Regions from separate parts of the Capsicum annuum genome. Here region 2 is linked to region 1. The links are chromatin contacts, called in public Hi-C maps. All regions are on one chromosome and are shown on one strand. Each heading gives the region's core, a stretch centred on a gene start, on an enhancer-like site or on the middle of the called end of the contact. The rest is flanking DNA. Distances are from core to core; before and after follow the strand shown.

The links. Hi-C and Micro-C count contacts between places; a contact is called where the count stands out from the background.
Region 2: a Hi-C map of leaf shows a contact between it and region 1, with 2.7 times the contacts expected there. The contact joins the promoter of LOC107842987 here to the enhancer-like site in region 1. A contact is called at or near these places in 2 of 5 Hi-C or Micro-C datasets (leaf and placenta).

What each region holds. Positions count from the first base shown.
Region 1 is chr9:24,111,508-24,114,355 of UCD10Xv1.1, reverse strand. LOC107842982 (kinetochore-associated protein KNL-2 homolog) reads right to left here. Exons shown (of 8, transcript XM_047396165.1): 7 at 2,231-2,304; 8 at 1,293-1,584. The coding sequence ends at 2,270. Among protein-coding and RNA genes, the nearest start is that of LOC107842982, 13 kb to the right of the region's middle. Within about 2 kb of position 1,320, at least 2 of the 5 cell types and tissues checked have an H3K27ac peak or open chromatin away from gene starts, as enhancers often do. A contact at or near this core is called in leaf, where this site is marked.
Region 2 is chr9:24,287,864-24,290,759 of UCD10Xv1.1, reverse strand. It overlaps LOC107842987 (dolichyl-diphosphooligosaccharide--protein glycosyltransferase subunit 4A), which reads right to left and starts at 1,579. Exons shown (of 2, transcript XM_016687103.2): 1 at 1,310-1,579.

The DNA.
Region 1 (2,848 bases), core at 71-2,570:
TAATTATAGTCTTAAGTAAACTATTTTCTGTAATTTTTCCTTAATTATATGTCATGAATCCATGTACACTCTACTTTCAATTTCAGTGTCGACTAACACTTGCAATAACTACATATCCAGTGTAATGTCACTAGGGGAATGTGGAGAGTGTATGGTATGTACACAGACATTATCCCTTCTTGTGAAGGTAAAGAGGTGTTTTCCGATAGACCATGACAGATTTCAAAAAAATGACTGATTTTCTTTTTATGTATTGTTTCAAAGAGGTGAATTAAATCATTTGTAGACTTACAACTTTGTGCCAGCATTACTATCAGGTACCACCATACAGTCGAATCTAAATTCTGTTAGAGTTTTAGGAGGCTATTTTACTCTAAATCTCGCCTATTTAAAGAGTAACATATTCCCTAAAACGGGCATCTTAAATATGGGTATTCGTAAAAAAATCGGGATATCCAATATCCCACAAAATCATGGGATATTCATAAAGAAATCATCCTATGTTTGAGAAATACGTCATTAATGGTCCTCAAATTACGGAGAAAATCGATAAAAGAATCAAAGGAGGAACAAATTTGTACCCACATTGTTTATCAATACAAATTGTTGTTTCTTCATATTTTTATTTGTAGTTGAAATTTATTTTTCATGAATTAAATTCTGTTGGAAACAAATTGGCACGCCCAGTGGAACCAAATCTGCCCTTCATCTCTTCTCTCATAAATCAGATCTACAAATTTGTAGCCGCCGCATAAAGATGGAAGTTCTATTGGTACTTCAAGACTCGTCATCGAATCTACACTTCGACAAGCTTTGAAGTAGGAGGCATTTGTAGACATCTAAAATTTGTGAAACTCTTCAATAAAAATTCAAATTCTGTTAGAGTTCTAAAAGGCTACTTTACCCTAAATCTCGCCTATTTAAAGGGTAACATATTCCCAAAAACAGACATCTTGAATATCCCATAAACCGATGGGTATTCGTAAAAAGATCGGGATCTCCAATATCCCACAAACTCATGAGATATTCATAAAGAAATCATCCTATGTTTGAGAAATACGTCACTAACGGCCATCGAATTACGGAGGAAATCGAGAGAAGAATCAAGGGAGGAACAAATTTGCACTCACATCGTTTATCAATACAAATTGTTGTTTCTTCATATTTTTATTTGTGGTTGAAGTTTATTTTCCATGAATTAAATTATGTTGGAAACACTTATATATTAACATATAGCAGCATAAATGAGTTAAAAAAGACAAGCCATTGAACAATTAAGCTAATATAGAATATAGAAAAAAGAAACATCTCTTTTACTAATCAGTTTAACATAACAGCTTGCTGTTGTTCTAAGAACCAAAAGAGGTATCCATTGAACAAAGCCATTGAACAATTAAGCTAATATAGAATATAGAAAAAAGAAATAACGCTTTTACTGATCAGTTTAGCATAACAGCTTGCAGTTGTTCTAAGAACCAAAAGAGGTATCTGTCTAGTAAATATGAATCCAAAATGGCATTAGTAGACCCTTTACACATTTTTGTACAAAAATACCACTGCTTCTTATGCCTCCCCATTAAATTCCTGAACAAAAAAATTAAAAAGAGAGTTGGGTAAGAGTTCCATGACTTCGATTATGAAAGGGAAACTAAATAAAAGTAAACAACTAAACAAACCCGGTGTAATCCCACAAGTAGGGACTGGGGAGGGTAGAGTGTATGCAGACCTTACCTTTACCTTTGATAAGGTAGAGAGGTGGTTTCACAAAGACCCTCGGCTGAACAAACAGTGGAACAGAGGAAATAACGGAAACTAAATAAAAGTAGAAGTTCTTTTTTCGCTTTTTAGTTTTAAGTTCAGAGTCATTTTCTTCAAAATCTTGATTATGTGCATCACGACGATCCATACACAGAGGACTAGTAAAAAATCTTGTGAGTGGTGCAGTACTAATAATTAGTTGAATTCTTTGAAACCAAACACAGACCTGATAAGGTCTTGTCTATGTCAGTTGCTCTCTTTGTTTTTTATTAGCAAGATCAATATCCCCTTTAACCGAAAGCATAACCAGAGATATAAAAGATGCACCGAATTTTAAGCAACTTTCTGGTTAACTATCTCATAATCCTTCTCCCCTCATCCACTAAAAGAAAACTATCATCCTAGACTCTTAGATTGTTTTGAAATGATCGTCTGATCCCAGATGTTAATGGTAAATACTCACATACCTTACATTTCCACTAGACAATACGAGCTTGAACTCTCATCTGTGTTAGCGTCTCTTTCTTGATGGTTCGGATCTACTCACTGGCACAGGCATAAACATAAACATCCATTAGATACATAAGCAACTGGCACGAAAAGCACCACAACTACTGCTACACCCAGAGGGGATTCTAGCATTTCTAGAACATAGGTGCACCACCTAAAAAAGAAGGAAAAAAATGTATTTAGTGGGAATTGATCCTTAGTCCTCCAAGTAAATAACTCAACCTTTAACCAAGTGCACCATTTAGTCTTCTTGTAACATAGGTGCCAACAGGGAATATTATACTAACTTTATAAAATATATACATAAAATATCTAGTTTTACGAAGAGGCCACGGGTCCACGTGCCGCATTTTTGTATGCAAATTCATCCCTGAGGCCCTGACTACACCTCAGTCCCAGCAAGTTGGGGTTATATGAATCCCCACTTCATGCAAGCTCATAACATGTCACATATCATACTAAATAACATAAAAGTGAAAAATAACTCAGATATACAAATAGAAATAGATTATAATAGTAGAAGCTCTCTAACAAGTCTAAACCCTATCATCAACTAGTGGATATCACCTATATTGATCTT
Region 2 (2,896 bases), core at 330-2,829, 180 kb before region 1:
TTAACAAAAATCCTGGATCCGCCACTGGATAGACCCCCGGCTCAAGTAGGGGCGGATCTATGTATATTGGAGGGGGTGCCGTGGCACCCGGAAGTCTTGTTTGAAACTTCGTATATGTATGTATGTATAGGAAATATATAAAGCTTTGTCTTGGCACCCACAAACAATGAGGCACGTAGTGCCACAGGTGGAATGCCAAGCTTTTGTTCTTGTGGATGTGTTCAAATCCCACAGTGTGTGTTCCATTTAAGCTATTTTTTTCAATTTATTTCTAAAAAATGGTTCACAGCCAAGTTTGGACCCTCGACCTCCAATAAAGCTCATAAAGACATAAACGAGTGAGCGAAGCTCTTCCGTGCGCATATAATGGATGTTAAATTATACTTATTCTCTTTAAACATTGATATAGATTAGGCCGAACGCAATGTACACTATTCTTCAAAGCAGTGTGGCAACGAAACTTTCAAATCCTGGATCCCTCTCTAGGCTCGAGGATCCTTGAGCAATATAGAATCTCAAATTTTATTTGATTTATCTTCATAGCCTTCAGGGGAGGACCTATAGCCAAATATTTGGTGCTCCGGCACTCATTAAATTCGACACAGAAAAATATAAAAATTGGTATAAGATTTAGAAAAGCATCGTATTAACAAAGAAGATACCAGGATGCTTTTGTTTTCAGGCATAACCTCAACGTCAATATATGTGTTCGAACCGCCCGAGCACCCACGATCCTTAAATCCTCGATCCGCCACTGATAGCCTCCATCCACAGTTTAATTTGAAAAAAGGGCATCTTGGTGAATTAAAGCACCCTCTAATCGCGGGGTTCGAGGAAGAATCGGACCACAAGGATCTATCGTACAACACAGTCATACCCAGCATTTCTACAAGAGGTTGTTTTCACAGCCTCAACCCACCCACCCACCCGTGACCTCCTGCTCATGTGGCAGCAACTTTCATAATCATCCATAATCTAGTTATTCAACATAATTCGCTTGTTATTAAGAAAAATGAAGGAACAATTCTCTTTTTCCCCCAACACATTCTGATAAAATATACGTCATTCATAAATTACCGGGATTACCATAATTAATTCACTCAGGTATAACAATCCAAAAACAACAGCAAGCAACAGATCAAACATTCATTCCACAAAATAACAATTAAATCACCTACGAAATTCAAGATTTTGACCCGAAATTTTTTTTTCAAAATAATAATAATAAACTGACTTAGTTTTTCTTGGATAAAAACGGATTCCACAATGAAATCGAATAATGCAAGGATGATTTTTAGTAGAAACTTACAGTGATACCAAACGGAAAATTGGTAGGTATAGAATTCGAAGTACCCAAAAGAGCGAGCTACGATGTTCGAGAGAATGACTAGATCGGATTTTTTGGAGCTATTTAACCTACTTAGGGGGTTGGTTGTTATACGATGTCGTTTTGGGAATATCGTGAGTTTGAAAATAAGAAGGGAGAAAATGAGTGTGGCTGGCTGGGATTCGAAATTCTCACCACTAAACTATAGCCACACTATTGGTTGCCGAAGTATCGTTTATTGTTCCTTTAACCCATATGACAGATAGTAAAGTCCACTTTATCGTTTTTTATTCCACTAATATATAAACGTTTGGTAGTACTACTAATTTATCTTTATATATTAGTGAATGATGTCCCGTATCAGCACGGGTCCAACATTAAAATATTTATTTATTTTTTCAATCTTTATATATATTTAAATAAAAAAATTTAATAAAAGGATTACATATGTTTTCTAAAATTCATCCGGAATCTTGCATTAGTTCAACATATGTTATTTTAATATATTTAGATAATTTAAGTTGTTAACTATTGTAATTTATAATTTTTTTTATGTATTTTTCAAATTAATATACGTTACTTTTCTTGTCCAAATTTTTGTGGCATTAATAGTCAATTATATTTTAAAAATAATTTAAGTTTTTAATTATTGTGATTTATAATACTTTTCTTCTATTCCAATTTCAATGATACTAATATAATTTCAAGAGCCAACTAAATATTTTATATCTTTTAAATTTTTTAAGTTGTTGATTATTGTGATTTCTAGTATTTTTCATGTAATTTTTTAAAAATATATAACATATTAATTTTTTTTAGATATTTTAAGTTGTTAACAATTGTAATTTATTATACTTTTTAAGTAATTTTTGAATAATATATGCTACTCTCCTTGTCCAGAGTTTTTATGTCAATCATAGCTAATTATATTTTTAAAATAATTTAAATTTTTTGTCATTGTGATTTATAATATTTTTTCTATCTCAACTTATGTGCCACAATGCTTAAATGACCAGAATAACTAATTAGGGTGATATAGTAAAATCACGACTGAAGCAGCTGAAGCAGAAATCAAGAAATTTTTAATTTTTTTTGTTAATTATTATTATTTACAGTACTTTTTATTTCATTTTCAAATAATATATGTTGTTTTATATCTTCTTCTGTCCCGTCCCAATTTATGTGGCACTAATATAATTGTGATAGTCAATCAAATATTTTATGATGACATATCATTTTGTTATTCTTATTTTTCTAATACATAAATGACTTATAATAAGGAGTGATATAGTAAAATCATTGTTCGAAAGACGAAAATTTAATTTAAAACATTAATAGTAAATTTCGCATTTTATGTCTATTTTATTTTTCATTAAATATTATTTATTTTCTTAATACCTAGATGACTCATAATAATTAATTAAGAGCGACTGATTATGTTAACTATAAAATTAATATAATTTTATCAAATCTAATAGTGATCATCGACAATTCACCGAAATAGTATATTAATTAAATACGGGATGCTATATTTGCATATGCAAAATATGATATTATTAAACTTTATTG